Linked DNA regions of Anser cygnoides: region 1 is linked to region 2. The links are chromatin contacts, called in public Hi-C maps. All regions are on one chromosome and are shown on one strand. The core of a region is the stretch at or near the end of the contact, and the rest is flanking DNA. Distances in the headings are between cores, read along the strand shown.

Region 1 (5,343 bases), core at 2,774-5,273, 260 kb before region 2:
CACCTTCCTCCCTCCTGTTTGCTTTCTGAATCCCTCCTGTGCCTGGCCTCCAAAGCACACAGAGGGATTAGTGAAGGTAGTGAGGAAGCATCCTCCGTACCAAAATGCCCGTTCCTGTGTGCCCACAAGGAAAGCGAGCGACTGCAGAGCCCTGAGATCTGGCTGTGAGCAGCCTGCTCTCTGCTGACAGATTTAGGCTCCCTTTGCCAACCGTCTGGCAGCATCTGCGTCTTGGAGACTGCAGACTGCTCATGCACCAAGCTTCAGCTCCTGCTGCATGCAAACCGATGTGCTCTGCGCTTTGCCTGAAGATGCTGTGAGCTCTCCCATCCATCGTCCTCCCCTTCCTCCTGCCACTGCTCTGCAGGAAGATCTGCTGGAACCGTGGTGGGTGCAAGCCTCTCCTTTGTGCTGGTATGGGCACTGCGATATTCTTCTGACAGTCTGCACAGTTCAGTTGGCTTTTCCTTTTGGGTGGATGGAAAAATAAATCCTATTTTGTGCATTAAGGCTTTCTTTCAGCTGCTGTGTGCTGCTGACGGGCCCATTGCAGCTGGGAAGAAGCCGCTCAGTACCTTTTCTTGCAGAGCCTGAGGCATTTCAGACTCGGGAGCGTTAGGCTGCTGGTGTCCCTTGGAAAACCACTTCAGTGTTCAGCTGTTGGCGTTCTCTGTGGGTGTAGGAGCCAGCTGGAAAACATCTCAGTGGGTGCAGTCTGACTTCTGAAGCCCTGGGTTCTTAGTGGAGCTCTGTACTGGCCCGTAGAAAAGGAACCTGCTTGGCCTTGAGCAGGCCCGTGAAATCTGCAGTCAGTGACAGCCCAGCACGTGAGCACTGGCCGAGCACTGCGAGCACAGGGTTCCCTGCTCAGTTTTCCCACCTCCTTTTTGTGCTGTTCAGCTGGGTGATGGCTGAGGCACCTTCTGTTGCTCTGCTTGTGCAGCCTGGAAGGACTCGCGTGCAATAGTGAGTGAAAACCTGTTCTGGCTGCGTGACCAAGGTATTTGTAAATGATCCTCCTGAACGCTGTTGGCGCTTGGTGCTTTTTACTTTTCCCATCTGGATGTAAATCAATTCAGTAAACTGAGTGCAGTTTGATGTAAGCGGGTCTTATTGACTTGGAAACTTCACTCAGTTACACCGAGTTTAAATGATGTGCTGAAGCAGACAGCGCTATTAAACAGCCTCTAATGCATGAACATAAATTGAATGCATGGGAGCAAGCTCTTAACGTCTGTCAAGGATGGGAAAAATACAGTGTCCCATGGAACTTAACTTCAGTGCTGTGGTACCCAAAGCTTGGGGAGCTGCCAGCATGCCCTCAAACTCTAGGGAGATGCCTACAGCATTCAGCGTAGTAGCACCTTGCATCCCGATCATGAAATAACAGCAAAAGCTCTCATTTTAGTTAGCTCTGAAGGCCTGGAGCACTGCAGTCCTGCTGCGGTCACTGCCTGTCCTGGTTATTTGCAGGCCCAGACGGTAACCTGAAAACTGCTGAATTTGTGCCTGCCTGTAGGCTGCTGCTTCTCTTCTTTTGTGCTTAAGTGTGTTCCTCACAGCAGAACGCAGCTGTCCTTGCTTGGCTTAATTTCCTCCGTTCAGTTAACTTCTGCATTTCTCGTACAGGCCTTATTGAAACCAACACTTGTCTTCTCCTTCTGGTTTTCTGTCCCAGCAGTGCTGGGCATCTCTCTGCTGGAAAACGGTGCAATGTGGTGCTGGGGATGCTGAGCTTCATCCAAAATAAGGCCAGGTTGGAAGATCTGTTTGTTACTGTGGACAGCACAGGAACCAGCTGAGCTTTACAGCTCTGTGCCCAAATGCCGACTGCTTTTCTTTCTAGATAAGGAACAGTGCAGTAACGGCACGTCCCAGCCCAGAGCTCTGCTTGCAGAGTTGGTTCTTCCTCTGGAGACAAGCGTGCTGGAAAGGGAGCTCAGGGTTAGTGAGTGGGAAGCCAGTGCTGCAAAGCCCCAGAAGCAGCAGTATCTAAACCAAACGCAGTCAGGCTCTTGTGCACTCTAGAGAGATTGCTGAGGGACCACTCTTAGTAGAAGAATCCTTTTGTGCTTCAGTGTGTGAGCACAGAGTTCTCCCCTCTCTACCTTAGCTGTTTGCAGTGGTCAGCAGGCAGAGAGCCGGTCCTTGCCCCGTCAGGCTGCCCGCTCTCAGACCCTAAGAAGAGCAGGCGATAGATTTTTGAAAGATTAGGAAGATTCCCCTTTCTACCTTGCTGATGTAGGGCTTGCTTTCCCCTTCTCCATCTTTGCAGCATATCGCTTGTGGCAGTAGCTCTGAACCTCGTGCTCTTCACCCTAGTGACTTGGCTTCTCACAGGTCTAATTTGGCCACGGCTCTGTTTAAAAAACAAACAGAAAAACACCAAACAACAAAAATCTCACACCCACGTACGGAAGTCTCAGCCCAGGGACTTCTGGAGTACCCTCTGCTGCTCACCTGATTTCTCTGCCTAATGTTGAGGAATAGATATGAGATTTCCTTCCATTAACATGTAAGCTTTTACATATATATATATAATATATGAAACTCTGCCGGTCTTTTGTGTGTCACATCGCTATTTAGTTCCCCAAGAAAGGATTTGTGCCCGAGGAAGAATCTGCTGCTCGTGGTCTCCTGTAAGATGCAGAGACCTGGAGGTGATGAAGAGCTGTCATGCTGCTGGGATTGGTGGTGCCTGTAAAATTCAATAAGGTGGGGTGAATAGATCAGGGAAGAATCTAACTTAAAATTTCAGAATGTTGATGGACGAAATCTCTTCCCACCAGTTGCACTCAAATGCATGCCTACTATACAGCTGACTGCAAATGAAAAATCCTGGTTTACTCTTTTTATTAAAGGAAAAAGACTGTCTTAATTATTTATAGTTCCTATAACTGAATTGACAGATGTCAACGTAACTGATAAATTATATTTCGTTAAATAAAGATGACATTTATTTATGTGCACTGTGGTGTCTTCTCTTCATGAGCCTCTTTCCAAGGCTGAAAGTTTCTCTTGTGTTTTGCAGCTTGTTCTAGCTTATCCTGGAGGCCTTGGGGTAGGCGGTGCAGGGAGAGTTAAGAAAATAAAACGAATTGTTGTGTGTTAGGCAAAACACCATTAGTCAAAGTGACAGGTTAGCGGGCGGGCTTCTGCCCTGCCTGTGGTGGGGTCCAGGCAGCTGCGTGCGAGCTCTTGGCAGGAACGGCGGCTGTTTGCTCTTCGGCCTCTCGCTGTGTACAAAAGCCCTTCCCTGGCTCCGCAGGCTCGGCCTCTGGTCCCTGGGGGCTCCTTGCCTGCGTCTTGGTTAAGGCGAGCAGGACACGGGGCTTCTGTGCGATTTGGGGGTGTGTTAAGCTTCCCCTGGCTCTGGGGGAGCTGGTGGCCCTCAGAGGGCTCCGTGTTCCCCCCAGGTGTGGGATTTGCTCCCTGTTGGCATGGGGTGATTCCCCTGGGGGGCTGTGCCTGGCCGGGGCTGTGCCTGGCCAGGGCTGTGCTGGGGTGCTGTGGCCTGGGCTCTGCTGCCCCCCTGCTTCCCCATGCCCCAAATACCAGGGTATTCGGGCATGGGGCGGCCGCCTGGGGCTCCCTGGGGGGGGACGGATTCTTTTCCTGCTTAGCTTGCGGGGCGGAAAGCAGTGGGGGATCTCTGCGGCTTCCTGAGGGGGGGAAGCGGGGGCATGGGGCTCAGCAGTGCGGGGTGTGGGGGAACGGCTCAGAGCTGCGCCAGGGCAGCCTCAGCCTGCGCAGCCGGCAGCATTTCTTCATTGTGAGGGGGGTCGGGTGCTGGTGGCTGCTGTCAGCCCCCCGCCTCGTTAACAGATGGAGCCCTCATTAAAATGCTTTAACTGGCTGGCCCCAAAGCGCTCAGGCCCTTGGCTGATCTCCGAGGGTCCCTTCGGGGCTGTTCCGCTGCGGGGAGGACCCTTGGGGCGTTCAGTCCCAGAGGGAGAAGCAGCCGCAGGCCTGCGTGGTGGCGAGGCCGGGTGCCACGGACTACAGGTCCCGGCAGCCCTGCGGCCGGTGGCGGTTCCGCCGCCGCCACCTGACCCTCACATGATCGCAGCGGGCGGCTGCGGGGCCGGGATGGGGCACCGCGACCGCATGTTCAAGGTGCTGGTGGTGGGGGACGCCACGGTGGGGAAGACGTCGCTGGTGCAGCGCTACGCCAACGACAGCTTCAACCGGCACTACAAGTCCACCGTGGGAGGTGAGCCCCGGGGGCCCGCAGCCAGGAGCCGGCACCCTGGGGTCGGGGGCTGAGGCGGCAGCAGACAGGGAGAGCCCCGCGGCCTCCCTGCGGCCTCCCTGCAGCCTCCTGCCTGGTCCAACACGGAGCTTTGCCCTCTGTAAAGCGCGGTGGGGCCCTCGCTGAATGCGTCCTGTGTTTGTCTCCGGGCCCCCGGCCGCAGGGAGGACGCTGAGGTGCTGGGACGCGGTCAGAGAGGAGAAACGAGAGAAGCTGCTGGGAAATGGGGAGCGGGGCTGAGGGGCTGGGGGTGTTTGGTCCGGAGGCTGAGGGCAGAGCACGCCACTCCTACAGCTGCCTGCAGGGAGGCTGCAGCGAGGAGGGGATGGACTCTTTTCTCAGGTGACAGGAAATAGGACACGAGGTAATGTCCTCAGGTTGTGCCAGGGGAGGTTTAGTGTGGATGTCAGAGAATTTCCTTGCAGAAGGGCACCGGGATGGGCTGCCCGGGGTGCTGCTGGCACCCCCATCCCGGAGGGTGTTTCAGGGGTGCGTGGACGTGGCACCAAGGGACGCAGCTTAGTGGTGGACCCGGTACTGTCAGGTGATGGTTGCACTTGAGGATTTTTAAGGCTCTTTTCCAGCCTAAAAGATTCTGCGACTATCACGTTTGTTTCTATTCAGCATCCCTTGCTGGTAGGCTGTAGTGGGAAGCTCGCCCCTCTCCATCCCTGCAGACATGGGAACCCTGCAAGGACGTGTGACACAAAAACTGCCCCTCCGTAGTCACCGCGTTTTGCAGCAGAGGTACAAAACACCGCATTTTGCAGCAGGGCTCAGCCGCAGCTTCTGCTGTGCTCCCGCTGCCTGCAGCGACCTGTGGCACCCCCGCGGTCCGGCCGTGCAGGCTCGGGGTCCCCGTCCCGCCTGCCCCAGGAGCAGCCGCCCCAAACACCCAGCCTGCGATTGCTGCCTCGGCTCCTCAGCAGCTTGTTTCAGCTTATTGAGCAGCACGAAGTCACTGCTCTGAGGTGGAGCGCCTGGGAAGACGATGGGGGAAACACCAGCTTTGTAACAAGGAGGCTGGGAACAAGATGAAATAGTTCTTTAACATGAACGTAAATTAGTAACCTACAAGGAGCAGGTGCTGG
Region 2 (4,731 bases), core at 752-3,251:
GGTAGTCTGGAACAAAAGCATACCTAAGCTTACGTGTCAGTGACTGCACAGAAAATCGCGGAGAAGAATTCCTCTGGTAGAAACAGAAAGAGAAGCAAGCCCGACACTTCGTTTCCTTTCATCACAGGGAAAAGCCTCTGGAAGGCATCCTTATAAATCAAGAAGAGCAATAAACATGTGCTTAAAGCTAAATGCGTGCTCGAGTGCTTCTTGGGCCGGTGGGCTCAACCCCGAGCAATCCCGCAGCCGCCGGGGGATCGCTCCGTAGGCAGAGGCGTGGGCTGGCCGCGTCCGGGAGCCACGGCAGCTTTCATCTCAGCCAAGGGAAATCGCCTGCCTTGCTGCGATCAGGAGGCCTGCTCCTTCCCCTTCCACTCTCCTGCAATCTCCAGGCTGTGCCTGAACAGGATCCTATCTGTTTACTTTGACATTGAAATTACTGCAGTTTAGTTAATCTCTTCTACGCCTTGTTTATCTTCCCTATGGGCCCTGCTCGCTACCTTCAGATTGAAAAGCAGCTCCTGTTACCACACACTAAATAATTCAGTAGTGCAACCCTGCTGCGCTATCTCAGGACATCCCCCCAGCCCCCGTGCCGTGCGAGACAACTGATGGTAAAGCAGGAAGCCAGGTTTGCCCACGGGTTGCTGTGTGGGGCAGGTTCGTGGTGGAGAGGATGCAGGGCCAGCACGAATCTGCAAAACGTTGGTTATCCCCGAAGTCTTGTGCAGAACAGAGGCAGAACAGAGGCTCCACACAGCCACAAGACACAAGATCCCTCCGTGTCCTAACTCTGCCTCGATGGTATCTAACCTGGAGCCCGCTGAGTGCCGAGGCTGATCCCTGGCGGGGATGAGCAGGAGCCCGGTGCGCGGCTGTGTCCCACAACCTGGGCTCCAGCCGTGCCGCAGGACGGGTGTGCTCAGCAGGACATTCGTAACCTCAGCCCTCTGATACCCAGACTGCGAGAGCAGCCGGGGGCACAGGACCTCTGCCTGGGTCTCATCCTGACGTCGACGAGGCACGGCCGCTATGTCTGTGCTCGGGGGCCCACAGCCTGCAGCAGGGGGCCGGGGCTGGGCGCGCTCATCCCCTCGCTGCACGCTCTGCAGCATCTCTCTGCCTCACCCCGTCTGCCCCGAGCCGCTGGAAGCGGTGGGAAAATCCAGGTCGGAGCGCGGGGCTGAGTAATGCTGCAGTTATCTGCCTCTTTGATCAATACGGTGTGTCCTCACACATGCCAGAGCCGGGCAAGAGCTTTTGTTTTGGCTGCTTTGGGAAATAATTGCATTCTTTTAATATCTCCAAACAAAGATTTACCACAGGGGCGAGAAGACCGCACGGGAAGGTGCTGCAGAGTTAACCAGAAACGTCCGCGAAATGGGTTCGTGCGGGAGCACCGGGGCAGCAGGCGGCCGTGTCCCCCATTTATTTATTTTTATTTTTATTTTTGCAGAGAGTCCTGGGTGCGCTGGGGCTCCTTGCAGCAAACCCGTGGGCATGTGTCTGTCTGTCCGTCCGCCCGTCCGTCCCCGTGTCCCCGCACCCCCCGGTGCGAACCCCCCAGGCTTTGCCCCGCACCCTCCCTGCGCCCCCTTGGCCCTCCTTTGTGTGCGAGCACCTCCCCGCAGCACCTTCCCCAAAACCTCCATCCCCAGCCCTCAGCACCCCCCTTTTACCCCCCCCCCTGCAATGCAGGACCCCCTTCGCACCCCTCCCGCATTAACCCCCCTCTTTACTCCCTTTACAACCCTCCCGGGGGGGGGGGGGCTGCCTCTGCTCCCCCCTCCCCAAATCCAACCCCCCCCACCTTACAGCTGCTCCCCCCAGCTCCGGGGCCCCCCTTACGCCCCAGCCCTGCCGGGATCCCCCCCCTACCCCCCAAATTTCTCGCCTCCCGCCCCCTTTCCGCACCGGGGGCCGGGCGGGGCGGGCGGGAGGGCGGCCAATGGGCGCGGGGGGGGCGCGGCCGGCGGGGCGGCCCCGCATTTAGCGGCCGGGCCGGGCCGGGCCGGGCCGAGCCGTGCCGGGAGCTCGGCATGGAGCGGGCGGCGGGGCCGGGGGGCGCCCCGCAGCCGGGGGGGCTCGGCGGGTCGCCGGCGCCCAAGAAGCAGGCGGTGAAGCGGCACCACCACAAGCACAACCTCAAGCACCGCTACGAGTTCCTGGAGACGCTGGGGAAAGGCACCTACGGCAAGGTGAAGAAGGCTCGGGAGCGCTCCGGCAAGCTGGTAAGAGCTGCTCCTGTCACCCCACACCTTGCCAGCCCCCATCCCGAGCAGCCCCCGCGTTCCCCCCTCAGAGCATCCTCCCCCCAGCCAGCCCCGGCTCTCCCCTGCTGACACCCGGGGGGCAGCGGTGGTGCAGCCCCCCCTTGGCCCGCAGAGGGGACAGGAGCCCCCCAAGGGTGCTGGGGGCAGCCCCCAGGGACCTCGCTCCCCCCCTTCTCTTCCTCTCCTTCCTCCTCCTCCTGCAGCCCCTCGCCCACTTGACCGGGGCGCTGAGAGGGGCCACGGGCAGACGGCGGTGAAGAGCAAACACTGCTCTCGAGTCTCAAGGGCTTTTCCCTTCCTCTTGCCCTGGTTTTGGGGTGATGATGTGATGTGTTGACTCTCTGCAGTGGTGCGTGAGCGGAGCCCCCAGGTCTGCGTGGAAGCGGGACTTGCAGAACCCCCCCCTTGGGAGCCCCCCAAATCCGCCCTTTGGTGCCCCAAAGCAGGGGGCTGGGGGCTGGAGCGAGCTGGGGAGCGCTGCCCTGCAAAAGCGGGGTGCTGCTGGGTTTGGCAGCCCTGGCCTTGCGCAGGCTGCAGGTGTTCAAAGGGCAAACCTGGCGGTGATTTCCCTGCCCCAGCTCAGCCCTGAGCACCCTGCACTGCAGGACGAGACCTGGGAAAGGCACTCGCCCCCCAGCCCAACTCTCGTGGCAGCAGTGAGGGCCCCCCGAGATGCTCTGAGCACAAAAGGGATGCGAGCTTGGATCACTAGCGTGCCACCGAGGCATGTCGAGGAAAACAACTGTAAATCAGAGAGGTTTTCATGTAACGCAACAGCTCTTAATTAAATCAGGCTTGCTGTTTTTCCATTAGCCTATCTGATTCTGAAGGCGCTGCTATTTTGCTGCATAATCAGGGCCTTGAAATGCGGCTCCCACCCACTGACCTGGGAGGATCCCTTCCTTTGGGATGGGTGAGAAGTCTTGGCTTTCCCTTTCTGTCCCTAACTAACAAAACTTGTGTGGGGAATCTTTGAACTGCCAGAGCTCACCTATCTGCGGAAGCCCCTTAGGACAGGGACTTGTTTGTCTGGTACCATAAGTCCATTATGATGCAAATTAAATACACAGACCAATGCCTCTTCAATAAATTCCAAAGATAGTCAAGGGCTTGACTAACTAGTACTGCAGCAAGCTGGCCGTGTAGGAACAGGAGGCTTAACCACAAATCTCTCCTCTTCCCACAAATTCTTTCTTGCACCACTCAGCATTTCCGGACCTGTTTAATCTTCAAGCTTATCCCGAGCCGGGTCATTATTTGCTCCTTCTCTAAGTGGCTTTCACTTCCTAAACAGCGAGGTGCGAGGGCAGGTACTGCTGCCTCCTGCCAGCCCTCGTGGGCTGCGCAGGTCCCACGTTACCAGCTGGGGCTGCGAAGCTGGAGCTGCTCCACGCGTGGCTTTGGCCTCTGGCCGATCAGGAGCTGCCTCTGTCAGATACACTGAATATTGAACCGTCTCATTATACTGCCTAGCTGTCTTTTTTTTTTCCTTTTTTCCTTCTGAATTTTAACCTACCTGGTCTTAGCTCAGAGCAAAGTACGTCTAACCAGCTGCTAGGCTGCAGAGACCAGGCTTCATCAGCCAGATTTTTTTGGGGGGGGTTTCTGTGAGCATTTTTTGTCTGAAAGTCTTGCTTTCTGGCTAGAAATCCCTTAGGTGAAATGGTGCTCATGCCTTTTGGTGGGTGCTCCTGAGTGCCCTCCCCACTCCTCAGAAAACTTTTGTGCCCCTGAAATGTTGAGCAGGTGGGGAAAGAATTGCTGGCTCTTTTCCCCTCCCCTACCTCTTGTTTTTGGTTTGGAGATTCAGTAATGCGTGGTGCAAACCGGCTCCTGCACCTGTTGGCATGGCAGCATCTGGCCCTTTTTTCCTCCCAGCCTGCCGTTCCTTCCCGAGCCCTGGACCGCAGCCAAGTCAAATAGAAATCAAACAGAAACCGGGACCTCCTGTGGGACTGGCTCGCGGTGTCAGAAACGGATCTGTGGGCTTGCGTGGTGTCAAGTGGAAGGCAGCACCTGGAATATTCCGAGGCGGCGAAGCCTCCTTTGATCTCCTGTAAGGGGCGAGCCCCGGTCCCTTCCGCAGTGGGTTGTAATCCATATTTCATGGCGCATGAAACGCTGCACTTGCAATCTGGAACAACTTCTGAAGGGCTGCCTGGGGTTGTAGCTTAATGCATCTTCCAGCAGCTGCTGAAAATACCTGTTCTGCCCCCCGAAAAACTTTTTAATTAAAAGCCTTTTTGACTTGGAAAGTACTTTTGTTCTCCAGGCTCCCGCAGTGGGAGTTCTGGGGGCTGTTTGCTGCAGGAAATTTTTATCATATAGCATTGGTGCTGGAGGGAGGGTGTGGGCTGCATTGCTGCCGGTCCCTGAAGCTGCAGGTCCTCATCTCCAGGGTGCCTTTCCCTTTCTGAGAGGGGATCCTCTGCTGCCAGCCCTGTTAGGTAGGGGACAT

What was found. Hi-C and Micro-C count contacts between places; a contact is called where the count stands out from the background.
Region 1: a contact with region 2 is called in a Hi-C map of liver, with 2.0 times the contacts expected there. The contact joins the promoter of RAB29 here to the promoter of NUAK2 in region 2. A contact is called at or near these places in 2 of 7 Hi-C or Micro-C datasets (both in liver).

What each region holds. Positions count from the first base shown.
Region 1 is chr25:4,601,229-4,606,571 of Taihu_goose_T2T_genome, reverse strand. It overlaps RAB29 (RAB29, member RAS oncogene family), which reads left to right and starts at 4,023. Exons shown (of 5, transcript XM_048070912.2): 1 at 4,023-4,213. The coding sequence starts at 4,060. It overlaps SLC41A1 (solute carrier family 41 member 1), which reads left to right. Exons shown (of 12, transcript XM_048070911.2): 12 at 1-2,969.
Region 2 is chr25:4,341,034-4,345,764 of Taihu_goose_T2T_genome, reverse strand. NUAK2 (NUAK family kinase 2) reads left to right here and starts at 2,001. Exons shown (of 7, transcript XM_066982993.1): 1 at 2,001-2,231. The coding sequence starts at 2,040.